Linked DNA regions of Mus musculus: region 2 is linked to region 1. Evidence: chromatin contacts called from public HiChIP or PLAC-seq data. All regions are on one chromosome and are shown on one strand. The core of a region is the stretch at or near the end of the contact, and the rest is flanking DNA. Distances in the headings are between cores, read along the strand shown.

Region 1 (3,743 bases), core at 412-2,911:
AGAGGAGAGAAGGCAGTCAGAGACGTCAGGCAAGGATGACATGCGACTCCTTTGCCTTAACGTGGGGGTTTAACATGTTTGAAGTGGGAGAACGGATTTTCTTGTTGATTTGTGTCCTCCGATTTTCCCCACAAGAACTTGTGAGACGGTTACTACTCAGTTCTTTGAGGCACTTCCTCCTGGGAAGGGTGGCTGTGGGGCAGTTGGGCTGGATGGTTATGGTTGGGCAAACAAGCTTAAGGGCTCCAAAGCCAGGGCCTTGTGGCTTTGGCATTTACCTCCGGGGCTGTGGGGGTGAAGTTTGGATCCAAGAACTGGAAATCAGTTTGCTGCCAGATGTGGTGGTACACATGGCAGAGGCAGGAGGCAGCCTGATCTACTTAGTGAGTTACCAGAGTTACATAGTAAGAGCCTGTCTCAAAAAACAAAGTGAGAGAGAGAGAGAGAGAGAGAGAGAGAGAGAGAGAGAGAGAGAGAGAGAGAGAGAATCAGTTTGTGGTTGTAGGCTGTGGTAGTGACTTGGGTATTATATAACAAACCAATGTACACTAAGAGGACAAAGCTGTAATGAGGTTCATGGTAAGGCAGTGAGGAAGCCCCACTCTCCTGTCTGCTCAGTCATTGGTGCCTTCATTTGCTCTCCACGACTCTGAGTGTCCCTAGACTTGTTGGCCACTCTTCCATGGTGTTCTAATTGATGTTTTAGAGCACTTGTTTATTTTTGCTTGAGGCAGGATCTTACTATGCAGCCCTGCTGGCCTAGAAGGCCCTGTGTTGATTGGCTGGAGCAATCCTGTCTCTGCTTCTGGAGTCCTGGCATTATAAGTGCGTGCTATCAAGCTTGGCTTAAATAACTTTTTCTGTTGAGTTCTCTACCTTCTTGAGACCCAGAGTGAGATGACATTGGGGTAGAAATGCAGGCTGTCCTTAGGGGAAATGGTAGCTATTTTAACTGCAAGCTGTAATTCCAAACCACACAACAGTATTTTAATTGCTTTTGGATTTGACTACACTGGAATTGGAGTTTCTGAAGATAACCTTTTTTTTTTTTTTTTTTTTTTTTTTGCTTCATGCAAGAAGCCCAGGGTATAATCCTTATCAAAACTCATCTATGAGCTGCATGTTGAAACCCCTGTAAGGGAAAGCATGCTGTTTATGGTGTTCTTTCAGCGTTCACAGAGGATGTACCCTGAACTGTAGGCTTGTCTGAGGGAGAGAGTTCAGATGGTACATTTCTGAAGCATTCCAGGGATTTTCGGGAGTCTATTGCGTAAGTCTCCCGTAAAGGCTCTTCAGCTGCCCACCTCCTGTCTCTTCCTTCCTAGCCTCAGGCACAAGCATCTCTGCTCCAACAGCCAGCAAGCAACACAATGAATCAGGATCCAAATCTGTTTGAGCGCAGGAGGTTGAGATGCAGGAGTGAGTCAGCTGGCACCAGCTCGGGAGCAGTCTCAGCCTGCAGGCCTTCAGGAAGTGAGTCCCCCAGGCCAGCATCTCCCTCTGTGGCAGACTGCCACCAAAGCCTGCTGTTTATCAGCCCAGGACCAAACACAGCAAGTAGAGCTTGCTTTTCTCATATTTTGAAACCCTACTATATAAGCCAGATCATGGGATAGGCTAGGATGGCAAAGGTGACTTGGATACCATATTTTCCTTAAGCAACTTGCAGCGTAGTGAGGGAAATAAAGGTAAATGTAGCAATAGAGTACAATGATGTGGACTGTACAGCCACCCATCAAAGGCAAGGAATACAGTTCGGAAAATTTTGAAGAGACTGCTCAAAAGAAGCGATGAGCTGAAGAAAGGGAGACAGAGATGTGGCAGGTAGAAGAGGCCAGGACCAGAGGCAAGAGCTTTTATAAAATGTGGATCCTGAATAGACAAGCTGACTCTCCCCATCACAGTTTGTACAAGTGAGTTCTGTGTGCCTGGAGGTGCTAGTTCAGGCAAAGTGTACCACTTGCTGTGTTTGGTCCTGGGCTGATAAACAGCAGGCTTTGGTGGCAGTCTGCCACAGAGGGAGATGCAGGCCTGGGGGACTCACTTCCTGAAGGCCTGCAGGCTGAGACTGCTCCCGAGCTGGTGCCAGCTGAGTCACTCCTGCATCTATATTTATATGGGTGCAAACAGGGTAGGTGTGCGGATGATGTCTCTGAAGTGGAAGCGCTCCAACTGCTTACATTTTCTTAGTCAAGTGGGAAGCGAGATCATCTGTTGATAGAAATAATCATGGCCTAAGGAAAAGAACTACAATATGATTGGCAGGTCTTGTGGAGTGCCGTCTTAAGGTTCTGAGTACGAGTATAAAATGAAACTAGTCCTCTGGGTTGTTTTCTCCAGCTTCACTTAGCTTCACGGGTGAAGCACAGAGTACTTAGAGAAAGCCAAGGATGTGGTTTTGGCAATTTCCATGGTGAGAGGCAAGGAAGTTGAAGGTGTGCTCCAAAGAATGATAAGCATAGACTAGAGACTGTAAATAAGTCTGGGAAGTGAGGGGAAAGTCAAGGTTATGAGGGTCAATTTGCTCATGGTCAGCGTGTGTTCAAATAAACGCAGATGTGCCTTTCGGGGGCTGGGCTGGTAGGCGGTTAGGAAGGGATGCCGGTTTCGTGGACACAGGAAGCGGTGCTAACGAAAGGTAGGAGGCTGGTTGTTGGGAGTTTGGAGAACTGAGATGGGACCTGGGAACTTACCATTTCTAAGACCCTTGGTGGGGGCTGGAAAGATTGCTTATCAGGTAAGGTGCTTACCTTGACCCGAGGACCCAAGTTTGATCCCTGGAACCCATATCTTATGAAAGAATCAACTCTCACATGTCCTCTGATCACTACAAGTGTTCCACACACATACAAAATAAGCAGTTGTTACAGAGATCCTTAGTGGCAGTGATGCTGCAATTTTGGCAATCAATGGCCTGCATGTGTGTTGCAGAGTAGTGTTATAGCAGTGGCTCTCAGCCTGTGGGTCTCGCCCCCCAGAGGCTCGCAGGTCAGATATCCTATATCACAACCACATGTACATTACGATTGACACCAGAAGCAAAGTTACAGTTATGAAGGGGCAACAAAAGAATTTTATGGTTGTGGGTCACCACGCGAGGAACTGTGTATATAAAAGGGTCACAGTGTTAGAAGGTTGAGGACCACCGTGTTATAGAGTGACAGTGAACCAAGAGAAAAAAATGGCCAAGAGATAAAAGGGAGTGTGACCTGGTGAATGATTGGTAGGCAACCATGGGAGTAACAGACAATCACATGGCCTGATATTTAAAAGCTGATTTTTTTTTTAATGAGAACTGATTAGAAACTGTGTGGCTAAAGGATATTTGGTAGCCAAAGTGGGATTAAGGCGAGGTCGCAGATGGATGGTTAGGGGCCCGTGCATGGAGTGTTCTAATGAATGTGGGAGCTTTTGTGTGGGGAGCAGGTGCAGGTAGGCGCACTGAAAAGCCTATCCCTGGTAGACTGTGGTGATACTCATCGCAAGAGTGATCACAGTCCTGGGCGAGGTAAAAAGCCAACTCAGTAGGGAGTAAGAAGTCAGTCGCTCCACGCTCTACAGTATTCAGGATTAGGAAGTTACTATCTAAGAGAAAATCAACCTTAGCATGGTTTGAGAGTAGAACCAAACCGAGCTGAGACTATAAGAAAGCAGTTTAGGATGATCTGCGGGAATCCACATCAGGGCTGTCTGCACGGGGATCCCGAGGTAAGCTGGGACACAGACTACCACAGCACTGTTGC
Region 2 (4,244 bases), core at 1,202-3,701, 950 kb after region 1:
GGGGACGGGAAGAAACAGGCACACAAACACTCTTTAAAGGGTGGTGCCTGGACAGGACTGAGGGAGCACTAGGGACAGATATGAAGAAGACCATTAAAGAGTCTCTGAGGTTGTTGCCTTACAGAACAGACTGGATAATGCCACCACTTACCAATACAGAGAATACCGAAGAGGACCAGGTAGAGGTTGGCTTTGGGCATCCCTACGTGGAGGTGCCTACAGGAAAGTAGTCTGGGGAAGAAGGCAAAGCCAAGCTGGGGGTGTGAGCCTGTGAGGACCCAAGAGGTGACATGGGAGTGAAAGAAAGATCTCTCATGTATCTGTCCCTGTGAAAGCCTCAGCAACTGTAGTAAAGGCTGCTTGATAGTGGCGGGATGCAGGCAAAGCCAGTTTTAGAATGGCTTGAGAAAGAGTAGGAGGTGAAGAAATGAAGACAGCTTGGCTGAGAGCTTAGCTTGTGAAGAGAGGGTAGCTGGAGGCGGGTGTGAGATTCAGGAAGGTTTGTGTTGTTTTTAATGAAGAGACTCGGCATTTGTAAAGGCCAGTGGGAAGGATTTGGATTCTTTGGTGCTGGGATGGAGGAGCGGGAGCCCATGTAGCACGGTGATTGAATTAGCCTGAGGAAAAGGGGATCATGTCTAGAATGGGTGCCTGGCAAAGGAGCGAGGAGGGAATTGTCTTCCCAGCCCAGATGAAAACTGGGGCCTGAGCCAGGGGGAAGGCTCGAGTGGCTGGGGCAGCCTCAGGCCCAGGAAGGCTAGAGTAACAAGACTAGAGTGGGCTCAGGGCCCAGGAGATAGGAGGCTTCTGCAACTAATCCCCCCCCACACCACCACTAACTGCCTTGTTTGGCAGTAAGAGTACTGGGTGGCTCAGCTCCTGCCTCAGGCCTGCACCAAACTGAAAGGGAGAGGCTGCCAAGAGCTGCCCAAGGGGCTCAGTTAGAAATGTTGAAAGACAGCTCCAGAAATCATTTCTCAGCAGCAGGACCACATGCATAGCAGGAGCAGCCAGACATTGCTGCGGAGGGAGTCTCAACGTTTTCCTGTTTTGTTGTGGAGAGGGAGAGGCAAGAGCGATAGGAGTCTGAAGCCCTGGAAAAGGGCAGGCTGGGGAAGGAGAGGGGCCCAGGAGTGAGGAAAGTTGTTCTTTCTTGGCCTTAGCCCTGTTTGTCTGAGAGAAACCTTCCTCAGGTGGAAGAGTCAGACTGGGACCAGAGAGAAAACAAGGCTCAGGACCTTGTGGTAGAGAAGGAGGAACTCTGAAGAGAGGAGAGACAGGAAAAGGCCCTGGACAACGGGGTCCCTGGATAGAGGTTTCAGTCTAGTGTAAAGAAGTGGCCAATCTGCTCAAGCTAGCCTTTACACAGATCCCAAGTAGTGTCCCTCCCATGAACAGGTTACAGGGACTGTGTCAGGAGGGGACCCATTTCTGGTGCTCAAAGCTAAGCCCTAAAGGTACAGAAAGGGGTCCCGGTAAGCGGGGTGAGGCCTTTTAACCATTAACCCAGCTGGTTGAAATCTGCCATGCGGAGCCTCCAGGCTCTATCGATTATTTTAAAAGCACAGCCACTGTTAACTGGTGGCTGCCCAGAAACCAGGGAGAGGCACAGAAGTAGAGGTGGGGAGAAGCAGGCAGGGAGGAAAATGGGAGCCCAGCCAGGAGTGGGAGCCGGAGAGGAGGTCTGAGGTAGGATTCACGGCTTGGCCATCAATGTAGGGGAGGCTTTGGGGGTGATCAGAAAACCTAAGCTGGCATTGGAATCAGCCAGCACAGCCCATGGGCACTGCTGAGCCCTGAAGCCAGGAAAGGGCCTGGCAGATGGGACAAAACAAGCTCATGACCATGGTGACCTTCGCAAGGTGACTAGGTCAGAGCTTTGCTGACTTCACTGAGAAAGGAAGGGAAGGCCACTGGGAAAGCTGAGGTGCAGGGAGAGAGAGGGCAGAGAGAGTCCATGACAGGCTGCTGGGTTTTCCTGAGGACAGGGCCCTTTCCCTGATCCTCCTATACAGCAAAAACATCACGGTCTGGTGTGGCTGAGGGCAGGGTCAGGCCATCAGAGTCTGACTGCACCTGGCCTGCTATGTATGCACTCTGCTTCATAGTTAGTTTTACAAAGCTAATTTCATTTGTGAGGTGGCTAAATGGGGAGGTGAGGAACCCTCAGACTAAAGCTGGCTTCTGGAGAAGATCAGGTTGAAGGATGCTTGTGTGATAAAGAAACAGGGTTGCTATAACTTGGATCTAAACTGTACCCCAACGGACCATGTGTTTTCAGTGTGGTGCTAGTGGGAGGAAGTCAGGTAACTGGGGGTATACTCTAGGAGGAGATATTAGGACTCTGGCTCCTTCCTCTTCCTCTGCTTCTTGGCTGCGGTGGCAGGTCCCCTTTGTCACACGACGTACTATGTTGACACATACCAAAGCAATGTGGCCTAGTGACCACAGACTGAAACATCTGAAACCCTAAGCTATGTAGTTGAGGTGGGGAGGAAGGGGCAGGCACACGGTGGGTGGCATGTGCCTCAGCATCCTGGAGGTTGGGGAAGAATAAAGGATCAAAGTCACTCTCAGTTTCAAAGTGAGCTCAAGAGCCATTTTGGGTGACAGGAGACCCTTCTTTTAAAAAAAAAAAAAAAAGGCAAGGAAGAGAAGGAAGAAAAGAAGGAAGAGGAGGAGGAAACCAGAGACACAAAATACATTTTTACACTTTCCTAAGTTGCTTTAGGCAGGTGTCACCATGGTGGAAGCTAATACAAGTCACAGTGGAAAGTGACTGCAGGTAAGGAAAGGTGAAATGAGGGACAGTCTGCACATGCATAAACTTCATGACTCATCACAGGATGCATACATTGGCAGGATTTGCGGACAGCGGTTTTGGCTCTGTGATATCATCTGGTCATTTTTGGGAGTCCAGGGTCAGTGGTTTCAACCAGTTTGACCTAGAAGGCATCTCCAGGTTTGAAAAACAATTTTAAAACAACAACCAAAATCCTGAACAACCCTTACCAAGGTGGGTAACCAAACAGAAGAGGCTGCTATTTTTTTCCTTTATTAGTTAAGCGACTTCTAAAATCAGTGATGAGCACAGGTAATTGAAAGCAAATGAAGATACAGAGTTTATTTGGGTTTTTCATGAGTGTAATGTTCTCTTTGGTTTTTACAATTTAAAGAGGATGGTCCAATCCTCTTTGAAAAGGAAAAGAATATGATTCCTTTCATTAAGAGGAGTTGATCACAAGCAGTAGAGCGGGGGACACATTAGTAGAGGTGCTAGGAGAGAGCTGTGCACACACAGCCAGGACAGAGACACAGCTGTCTGTCCACTCTCAGCCATGGCACTCCTGGATGCCCATTCTTTCTGACGATGGCACACATAAGCTTAAGTAACTCAGGAGAAACCACATTATGGGTGTGGGGCATGGAGTCCCACACACACCTGGGTACCAATGTGCCCTACCCACTGATCCCACACATCTTTCCTTGCCAGTGCCAGATGGAGTGGATCAGCCGCAGCAGAGGCCTCTTGATGGCAGAGAGAAATAGTGACGATCAGGTGACAGGAAACACTAGCATGTCACAGACAGACGCAAGTGCAGTCTCTGAGGCTCAGGAGGACCCTCAAAGTCTGCCTGTGGCCTTGGTGCCAGTGCTGTCGGCCTGGCTGCTCTTATTCCGTGGACAGGTCCACCAGGACCACAGGCCGGTGGGTCCAGAGCCGTCTGTCTGCAATGTCTTTTCTCTCCCCTTTCTCTGACAGCTCAACATCCTGGTGGACACGGGCAGTAGTAACTTTGCAGTGGGGGCTGCCCCACACCCTTTCCTGCATCGCTACTACCAGAGGCAGCTGTAAGTCCTGGGGAGGGGTGGGAGAGGGTTCAAGAACAAGAGCCTTTCTTCTACTAGGGAGGGGGAAAGCAAAAGGAGGCAGCTGGGGCCAGGAAGAAAGACAGTGTGGGAAAGGGTGGGTTAAGGGGCAGACATGAAGTGCTTCTGCCCCAAGGCTCCCAGAGCAGAACATGAACCATCTCATTTTCTGTCTATATGGACAGGCAGTAGGGCCAACCCACTGTCATAGCTAGAGTTTAGAAGGCTGAACAGGCTAGTGGTTAGTGCCTTTCACCATGTTCTCACCGGGGACTGGGGGCTGCTCTGGGTAGTTACACGTGATTTAAGCAAGATGAAGGAACTAGGCATGTTGGTATATACCAGTAATCCCAGCATTTGGAGGACTGTGGAGA

The links. HiChIP or PLAC-seq counts read pairs in DNA pulled down with a chosen protein or histone mark.
Region 2: a FOXA1 HiChIP or PLAC-seq map of pancreatic cancer cells shows a contact between it and region 1. The contact joins two enhancer-like sites. A contact is called at or near these places in 2 of 39 promoter capture datasets (hippocampal neurons and liver) and 2 of 115 datasets of contacts at active chromatin or transcription factors (embryonic stem cells and pancreatic cancer cells).

The regions. Positions count from the first base shown.
Region 1 is chr9:44,903,765-44,907,507 of GRCm38.p6, forward strand. No RefSeq gene overlaps it. Among named protein-coding and RNA genes, the nearest start is that of Gm30883, 12 kb to the left of the region's middle. Within about 2 kb of position 1,662, at least 145 of the 459 cell types and tissues checked have an H3K27ac peak or open chromatin away from gene starts, as enhancers often do. A contact at or near this core is called in pancreatic cancer cells, where this site is marked.
Region 2 is chr9:45,849,125-45,853,368 of GRCm38.p6, forward strand. Bace1 (beta-site APP cleaving enzyme 1) reads left to right here. Exons shown (of 9, transcript NM_011792.6): 2 at 3,764-3,852. Among named protein-coding and RNA genes, the nearest start is that of Bace1, 13 kb to the left of the region's middle. Within about 2 kb of position 2,452, at least 119 of the 459 cell types and tissues checked have an H3K27ac peak or open chromatin away from gene starts, as enhancers often do. A contact at or near this core is called in pancreatic cancer cells, where this site is marked.